2 separate regions of the Mus musculus genome follow, and region 1 is linked to region 2. A link is a contact called in public Micro-C data. All regions are on one chromosome and are shown on one strand. The core of a region is the stretch at or near the end of the contact, and the rest is flanking DNA. Distances in the headings are between cores, read along the strand shown.

Evidence for each region. Hi-C and Micro-C count contacts between places; a contact is called where the count stands out from the background.
Region 1: a contact with region 2 is called in a Micro-C map of muscle stem cells, with 5 times the contacts expected there. The contact joins two enhancer-like sites. A contact is called at or near these places in 2 of 39 promoter capture datasets (fetal liver and macrophages), 6 of 484 Hi-C or Micro-C datasets (MC3T3-E1-derived osteoblasts, cardiomyocytes, liver and 3 more), 1 of 115 datasets of contacts at active chromatin or transcription factors (embryonic stem cells) and 3 of 9 other capture datasets (adipose tissue, liver and pancreatic islet).

Annotation. Positions count from the first base shown.
Region 1 is chr11:29,838,433-29,842,937 of GRCm38.p6, reverse strand. It overlaps Eml6 (echinoderm microtubule associated protein like 6), which reads left to right. Exons shown (of 42, transcript NM_146016.2): 11 at 4,299-4,505. It also overlaps the pseudogene Gm12094. Among named protein-coding and RNA genes, the nearest start is that of Gm22588, 8.8 kb to the left of the region's middle. Within about 2 kb of position 2,942, at least 93 of the 459 cell types and tissues checked have an H3K27ac peak or open chromatin away from gene starts, as enhancers often do. A contact at or near this core is called in muscle stem cells, where this site is marked.
Region 2 is chr11:29,767,363-29,772,385 of GRCm38.p6, reverse strand. All of the region lies in intron 28 of Eml6 (echinoderm microtubule associated protein like 6), which reads left to right. Among named protein-coding and RNA genes, the nearest start is that of Gm39671, 39 kb to the left of the region's middle. Within about 2 kb of position 1,420, at least 5 of the 459 cell types and tissues checked have an H3K27ac peak or open chromatin away from gene starts, as enhancers often do. A contact at or near this core is called in muscle stem cells, where this site is marked.

The DNA of each region.
Region 1 (4,505 bases), core at 1,693-4,192, 69 kb before region 2:
TTGTCATGGAATATCTTGGTTTCTCCATCTACAGTAATTGAGAGTTTTGCTGGGTATAGTAACCTGGGCTGGTATTGTGTTCTCTTATGGTCTGTATGACACTGCCCAGGATCTTCTAGCTTTCATAGTCTCTGGTAGAGAAGTCAGGTGTAATTATGATAGGTCTGCCCTTATATGTTACTTGACCTTTTCCCCCTTACTGCTTTTAATATTCTTTGTCTTGTGCATTTGGTATTTTGACTATTATGGGACAGGAGGAATTTCTTTTCTGGTCCAGTCTATTTGGAGTTCTGTAGACTTCTTGTAGGTTCATGGGCATCTCTTTCTTTAGGTTAGGGAAGTTTTCTTCTATAATTTTGTTAAAGATATTTACTAGCCCTTTAAGTTGGGAATCTTTGCTTTCTTCTATACCTATGATCCTTAGGTTTGGTCTTCTCATTATGTCCTGGATTTCCTGGATGTTTTAGGTTAGGAGCATTTTACATTTTGCATTTGACTGTTGTGTCAATGTTTTCTATGGTATCTCTGCACCTGAGATTGTCTCTTCTATCTCTTGTATTATGTTGGTGATGCTTATGTCTGTGACTCCTGATCTCTTTCCTAGGTTTTCTATCTCCAGTGTTTTCTCCTTTTGTGATTTCTTTATTTTTTTCTATTTCCATTTTTAGATCCTGGATGGTTTTGTTCAATTTCTTCACTTGTTTGGTTGTGTTTTCCAGTAATTCTTTAAGCTGTTTTTCTGTGTTCTCCTGAATTTCTTTTATTTATTTATTTATTTATTTTATTACATATTTTCCTCAATTACATTTCCAATGCTATCCCAAAAGCCTCCCAAGCCCCCCCCCCCAACCATTTCTATTTTTGGCCCTGGCGTTCCCCTGTACTGGGGCATATAAAGTTTGCCTGTCCAGTGGGCCTCTCTTTCCAGCGATGGCCGACTAGGCCATCTTTTGATCTGAATTTCTTTAAGGAAGATATTTATAACCTTTTTAAAGTCCTCTATCATCATCATGAGATGTGATTTTAAATCAGAGTCTTGCTTTTCCAGTGTTTTGTGGTATCCAGGGCTTGTTGTGGTGGGAGAACTGGGTTCTGATGATGCCAAGTCGCCTTGGTTTCTGTTGCTTGTTATTGCCCTTGCCTCTTGCCATCTGGTTATCTCTCTTTTTTTTTTCCATTGGATATGAGCCTTTAGACAAGAGCTGACACATCAAATCTTTGAGGATTGTAGTCCTTAGTAGCTGTGAGTAAGTTAGAACCAGGTCTGATTATCATAATTTTATTATCTGGTGAAATGTAGCTTTTTAAGATCCCAGTGAGCACATTTTGTATTTGTGTGCACCTTTCAACTTTTATGAGATTCGCCTGTCTTATGTAACAGAAGTTAAATGACACTTAGTTTGTAAGACTAAAATGTCATATATAACATAATGATGTTCATATTATAGTCTTTAATAATTTTAAATCATTATTTATCTATTCTTCTCTCATATATTACATCTCAACCACAGTTCCTCACACACACTCCATGCCCGCCAACTACCTACCCTCTCCCCAATCCACTCTTCCTCCATTTCCCTTTGGAAAACAGCAGGCCTCCCAGTAATATCAACCATAGTGTGTCAGGTTGCAGACTAGGCAGCCCAATAGGAGGAAAAGGGTCACAAAAGGCAAAAGAGACACAGATAGTCCCTGCTTGAACTGTTAAGCGACCCACAACTGTAACATGTGCAGAGAATCTAGGTTAGACCTATGCAGGCTCCCTGATTGTCCATTCAGTGTCTGTGAGGCCCTGCATTCCTGGTTAGTTGATTTTGTGGGGTTTCTTGTGGTATCCTTGACCCTTCTGGCTTCTACAATCCTTCCTCCCCCTCTTTAGCAGGATTCCCCAAGCTCTGCCTAATGTTTGACTGTGTGTTACTGCATCTGCTCCTATCAGCTGCTAGATGAAGTCTCTCTCATCATTATTGTGTTGGCTTCTTTAATGGTTTTTTTTTTTTTTTTTTTTAAGGAAAGAATAAAGAAAACATAGATTTTTTTTATATGGTAAAAAAAAAAGTATATATTTAGAATTCGCCATCTGGACTCAGTTTAGCTGATCACAATCTTGTTGGCAACATCTAGGGCATCATAATCAGGAGCCAAGTGAACATACGCATTCTTCTCTCCATCAGGCCTTCTCAGGGTATTGACTTTGGCCACATCAATGTCATAGTTTCTTGACAGTCTGTTTGATCTGATGCTTGTTGGCCTTGACATCCACAATGAACACAAGAGTGTTGTTGTCCTCTATTTTCTTCATGGCTGACTCCGTGGTCAGTGGGAATTTGATGATAGTGTAGTAATGATCAAGCTTGTTTCTCCTGGGCGCACTCTTTCGAGGATATTTTGGCTGCCTCCGGAGCTGCAGCATCTTGGGCCGCCGGAAGGTGGGTGATGTTCAGATCATCATCTTTTTGTGGCTGTGGAGGCCTTTCAGCACTGCCTTCTTAGCTTTCAAGGCCTTCGCTTTGGCTTCAGCTTTGGGAAGGGCAGGAGCTTCCTTCTCCACTTTTGGCGCCATCTTGGGGAAAGGGTGGCCCAGCCTAATTCTCCTAAAACATAGATCGTAACCTCCAATAATTATATATTGTCTTGAAATTTTTATCGAAGTATTACTTACTTGGGAGACTGAGGCAGAAGAAGTCAATGTTTGGGATCTGTTTTGGCAGTCTACTAAGGCTCTGACACAAAACAAAATATTAGAAAAAATAAGGTGTGGGTTACTGGCAGAGCTCTGGCCTAGCATGTAGGAGGCATTGTACTGCATACTTCGCTTTTTCATGTGTGTGGGAACATCTGGAGCCATTTGTCAGTTGGAATGAAATCACATCCTGCTCAAGGATGGGGCTGAAGCTTACGTTATCGCTCTGTTATGGGCACTTGGCTTATTTCCAGTGTATTTACAGGTCCAGGGGGTGCAGCTTCTATTGCCTCTGCAGCCTGCAGTGGTGAGGTCACTTTCTATTCTGAGTCACTTCCTGGAATGAAATCCCTTGAGCAGGAGCTGGTCTCAGATAATGCTCCAACTATACCCTCTCTGAGTCTATGGTCATTTAAATGCATTCTTTTAGAATATACAGTCCAGAAATTTTGAATATAGTTCAGAATTTTGGAGTTCCCTTTTGAAAAGATATCTGTTCCCCTGTTCTTTATTTGAAAATATATGCTTATCATAATAGGGTAGGCATGAGGATATATGCTTAATTGTATTGATTTTTTTTTAATTTAAAATGGCATCTAGTTAAATATTTCTACTCATTTGCTTCTGTGGCTTGATGTATTTTGTGCCATCTGTGAACCTCACTAATCTGCTAGCAGAAATAGGAACTGAGCTATGTATCTAGGAGCAGCTAACACACAGCCATTGTTAGGACCATTATCCAACAACCACCTATACTTAGCTCACCATAATCCTGTGGATTCAGTGACTAGGACTTAAATAATAAAATCCACTTTAAAATTTGTAGAGCCTGAATTTTTGTTTAAAGCAAAAATCACTTGTGGGGGGCTGGGGAGATGGTTCAGTGATTAAGAGAACTTGCTGATCTGGTAGAAGACATGAGTTTGATTCCCAGTACTGACAGATGGCTAACATTCTTACTCCCGCTCTGCTAGATCTAATATCTCTGGCCCCATTGGGCATTGCATTTACATGGACATACCCACATACATTATGCATATAATTTTAATCTTAAAAGTAAAAATTTCAAACACCATTTATAGCCTGGCAAGGTGGCACTTTCTGCTGCAACCCATGATCTGAACTCAGTTCCTAGAACCCACACAGTAGAAGGAGAGAAACAGGTCCTTCAAGTTGTCCTTTGTCTATCCTGAGCATGCATATAACCCACACCAATAAACTATGAAAAATCAAGTTTAAGACAAGCTTGGCCAAGGTTTTAAAGGCCTGGCAACATTTTGGTGACTCAGTGTTGACAACATGTAACCTAATGAGGTCACAAAAATACAAATACACTGTAGTAGCACCTGTAATTTGGAAAATAAGGTCGAGGTATCAATAGTTTGAGACATTATATTTAGCAATAATCATTTCCTATTATTTTCACTTCTAAATAGCTGATGCTTTCTTTAAATTCTTTCCAAAAAAAGTAACTAACTGGGTGAAGAGATTAGAACTTGCAGTTCCTCTGATCTATATATCTAATGAAGGTTTTAAGCACTAAGAAAAGAAAAATGATTAAAATATATTAGAATATACTTCACATATAAATGTAACATCATATTGACTGTTTTAGCAGGGAAGCCTTTAACAAGTAAAGAAGAAATCAAGGGGATTCCCTGGGCCTCCTGGACGTGTGTGAGAGGCCCTGAAGTGAGTGGAATTTGGCCCAAATACACTGAGGTTATTGACATCAATTCAGTGGACGCCAATTATAACAGTTCAGTGTTGGTTTCTGGAGATGATTTTGGACTGGTCAAATTGTTCAAATTTCCTTGTCTCA
Region 2 (5,023 bases), core at 171-2,670:
AGGCATTTCTTCTTGTAAAAAAAATGGATGAAGTAGCAAAGTTTGCAATGCTTAAACCTTATACAATTATGGCATTTATTTTAATTGCTAAGATCTCCAATACATTTAATGTTTTTGCATTTCTTCATTTATTTGTGTGGAGGGCGGGTATACTTGTGCCACTGAGCAGGTTAGAGGATAACCTGTAATAACCAATTCTTGCCTCCTGTCATGTGGGTCTTGAAAGTTGAACTCAGATCTTTGGGCTTGGCAGTTTACCTGCTGAGTCTCTCACTGGCTCTGATCAGATAGAGTTGGTCTGGATACTCAACTGGTGTGTGTGTGTATGTGTATGTGAGAGGCGGGGTGAGGAGAGGAGAGAGAGAGAGAGTGAAGGGGTGTATCAATAACCACTTTATTTTCTAAGAAGTTTTTTTTAAAAAATTTAATTGTATATCATATTATAATACAATACTACATTATAATAGAAAAGCATTTTTATATTACTTTTCTCATTGTTGTGGCAAACCTGACAAGAATAGCTTCATTAGTATCCTCTAGAGGAACAGAACTGGAAGAATGAATATACATTTAAAGAGGAACTTATTGGATTGGCTTACACAATGTAGTCAGAGTAGTCCAACAATGAATGTCGCACACTGAAAAGACAGAGCCCAGCAGTGACTTGGTCTTTGAGGCTGGGTACTTAGGAGTTCCTATCTGTTGCTGAAGGCCTTGGACATTACTGAAGAATGACTGGACTTCACTCCCCATCAGAGGCTCAGAGAAGCAGGTTCTACTATCAGCAAAGGCGTCAGCAGTGGCCACAGCAGACTAGATGAACTCTCCAGTTAGAGCAAAGGCCAATAGAGTAAGGAAAACAAAATGTCCCTTCTTCAAGGTGCTTTTATCTACAGCACAGAAAGTCTTCCCAGACCAGTTAAAGCAATGAAGGCAAGTCTTGAAGTGGAAAGGCCCTTGCCTTCAGGCTACATCTCAGTGGGGCTGTCCTTTGTCCCCTTTGTTAAGGAATGTGTGACAATGGGTGTTTAATAGGGATTTTTGGGGACTAGGTAGCTCCTCTTCTCTGTCGGGTTTCTCACCCAGTCCCTTGCAATCCCTATAATGAGTTGATCTTAGCTGTCAGTTTCTTATCTTTCCATAATCCCAGCAGACCCTGTAGACAATTCAGGTTCTCCACAGTGTCCCTCTTTGGGACTTGCCATTTCTCCCTTACCCTTCTCCCTGTCCCTAGCAACAAGAGGGGGCTAACAACTTTCATATAAGAGACAGTCTCCTTGCTTACATAGGGTTTAGGTACCCACCCTAGACCTGGGGGTGTTCCAAATGAGCTGTTTCCCATTCCTCCTTTGTATGAGCTGAGGAAAAGCTGTCACTTTGCAAGCTGCCATCTACCACAAAGATAGCTCACCCTCCTTGAGTCTCATCAGCCAGCAGGAGCAAATAACTTGCTAGCGAATCAGCAGTGACAGGCTGATGACACATGAGAGGTGAAAGTGCTTACTAAGAGGAAAAAGGCAGAGGTTTGTAGTTCATTGGCTGCATGGTGTTGACAGCCATAGTGGGAGAGACATTAGAGAGGGACCCCCCTTTACAAGTCAGTTTCCATGAGGACTGACAGGGTATTGGTGTCGCTGTGCAGTGTCTGTTGAGGTCTTACTGCATGGAATGCTGGGGTGGGGCTCATATCTGGGTGGTAAGGTGGATATGCCATTCATTTCTGAGGAATAAATTTTACACTGTGAATTGTTTCTTCTTGAGATTGTCGGTATAAAACAGCCTGAGTCTCTAGAAGCCAAACTCCTAATGGGCTGAGTCTGCTTATTAAAGTATGAGTTCTCTGGAACAGTGTCATGGCAACCTAAAACAGACTGCAGATAGGGCTTAGCTTTAGGTTAGCTCTTTTGGTCCCTCCTCAGAAATAACAGCATCCTTCTCCTAAGCCCAGCTTGCTTTCATCCAAGAATGGTACCCATAACACTGAGGTGGCAGGGCAAGAATTAGTCTTAGCAGGGATTATGGAAAAAGAACCTGTAAGTATTCTCTTATATTAATATTTTAGGTACATATTCACTCTTAGTGTCTATGGCATATATTCCTGAGGAAAACAAGGAACTTTGCCAATCCTAAAATCAGACTTTGTCTTGTTTTGCATTTACGTGCGTGTTTGATGTGTTTATGGAACATGCCCTATTTCTTCCACAATGTGAGTATGAGGGTCACACACAGACTTGAGAGTCAGCAGCAAGGGCCTTCATCCACAGAGCCTACTCACCAGCCCCGACTATGAGCATTTAAAAATAACAGTGTCTTTACCTGCTAACTGGCAAGGGATACCTGTATAACAGAATGTTTACTGCGTATACTATAAAAAAATGCTATTGGGAGTTTGTCTGTTTGTTTGTTTGTTTGTTGTTACTTTTTTTAATCAGGTGTATCTGCATGTGACTATGCAGGTGTTCTCTGAGATCAGAGGTGTTAGAACCCCCTAGAGTTGCATTTATAGGCCACATGAGCTGTGATGTGCGGGTGCTGGGAACCAAGCCGGGTACTCAGAAAGGCGGTACTAGCAAGTAACCACTGATCTGTCTCTCCAGTCTGGTTTTGTTTTCTTGTTTCTGCCCCAAATTGGTTGCCTCCTGTAATTCCTCAATATGTTCATCTGTAACACTGAGACATTTCTACTATATGCAGACTTTTCCTATGGGACTCTTGGCTTTCTGAAGGTTAATTATCATAGTACTACCATATAGGTAGCTGGCATAGTACATTTCACATAGTAGGTAACTGGTACAGTGCCATGCACATAGTAGGCAGCTGGTACAGTGCTGTGCACATAGTAAAGAGCAAGCAAATGCTTCTTGAATGAGTAAGTGTATACGTCAGTCCTCCATCTTTGTTAGCATTGCTTTTACTTTCATTTCATTGGCTCCTGTGGTTATGGGAGATAGGTGAGCCATGCACAAGCTGAGGATGCTCCAACTGGCCATGACGACTGCTTAGCTAAACAGTAGTTTTTATCCATATCATATACACATTAGAGTTTCCTCATAGCAGGGAGGAAAGGGGGTAGGATAGAGGGTCTGCGGAGGGGAAACTGTGAAGGAGGATAACATTGGAAATGTAAATGAATAAAATAATCAATAAAAAATACAAAAAAGAAATTGAAATGTTTGTTTGGTTTAAGTCTGTGTCACAAAAGGCAAAGGGAACTGAAAATAAACAAATTTGAGTTATCATATATCTAATTTACATACAAAGATGCCTTGCCAGCCAATTTGTGATGGAACAAAGAGCATGCTAGAACATGTTCATAACTGGCAGTGTTAAAAAATATAGGAAAATTAGACACACTTCCTTGAGTTAAAGCAAATAACCATATAGAGACAATCTTAGGTTTTTTTTTTCCCCTAAGCTTTTATGCTATGTTTGGAGAAGGAAATCTCAGGAGAGAACCTGCCCCCAATTAAAAAAAAAAAAAAAAAAAGTGTCTCTTTTAATCAGTAGCTGTGTGGGAATTTCAAGCTAGCCAGAGGAGAGGTGAAGCAGGACAAGGCTCTCCTCCATGATCAGATCATGTCAACTGTGAGTGAGCAGCCTCCTGAGCTCCATGGCCTTCACAGAGGCCCTTTGTCCTGCTTTGTCAATAGCTGCTCTCTAAACTTGTATTGTTGCAAAGACCTGACAACCTTTCTAAACAAGTGCTGCAGAATAGGTCATACTGGGGACTGCTAAATCCTCTCTCCAGCAATCCTTAGTCCAATAAACAGGGAGCATTGAGATCTGGCTGTGCCCCACTAGGAGGGAAGAGCCTTTAGTCCAGCATTCCCATTCCATTGGTGAAGAGGGAACATTCAAGAGCTTGGTAGTATGGAATACTGTGGTGGGAAAGAGACTTTACATAAGCAGGCTGAGTCTTTTCTCCCTGTGCTCAATTCTCCTTTCTCACTTCATCCCACAGTCTGAAAACAAACAAACAAACAAACAACAACAACAACAAAAAAACCCTTGCTCTCAGTGACTACTCTGAGCAAGTAGAATGTAGCAGACTCTTGCTTTTTTTTTTTTTTAAGGTGGGTGGAATAAACTAAAATTAAAATATCTATTAAACCCTGAAATGCTAAAATTGATCATTTCTGAGGCTTATGTTTAGGTGGGTGGTCACCAAAAACCTGCATAGTTGACTTTTAATTGAATTTAATGATGTTTCTGTAAATGGTTTTCTTTCTACAAACCACAGGGCTTTTTATGTTGGTTTGAAGCAAAGCATTGACTTCTATATGGAACTTACAATTTATATAATTAAAACTGCTAGGCATGGTAGAGCTGTGAGGCTTTTCCAGAGGTAAAGTGCGGGAGAAGCCTAGCTACTACCATTGTGCAGGTCAAATTGCAGTTAGTTTAGGTTAGAATTGTTCAAAGCTCCCATGCCCATTTGAAGTCAAGATTTCCCCTTACAACCTGTTATCCACTGCAGGCTGGCTCCTGTTCAGAATGCTGCTGGGGGTTGAAAGACCCTTACACAGAGGTCTCATATCAGATATTCTGCATATTGAGTATTTACATTACAACTCATAACAGTAGCAAAAAAGTTATGAAGTATCAATAAAAATAATTTCATGGTTGAAGTCACCACTATATGAGGGACTATATTAAAGGGTGGCAGCATTAGGAAGGTTGAGAACCACTGCTCTAGATGGTTCTGGAAGGCATAGGAACAGACGTGATAGAATGTTTTGATAATAAATAGCTCCCACAATTTTGGAGACTTTCTCTAAACCTGAGTTAATCTTGAAACATTGAGATTATGGTAGATATATTCATTCTGTCTCTGTCTCTGTCTGTCTCTCTCTGTGTCCTCTGTCTGCCTCTCTCTCTCTCTCTCTCTCTCTCTCTCTCTCTCTCTCTCTCTCTCTCTCTCTCTCTCCACATCCCTCAATTACCCCCTCTCTGAAATGTGCCTCCTTTCCTACATATTTATAAATATTGTCCTTTGTCTGGGGTTCATGGAATCGCAGGATCC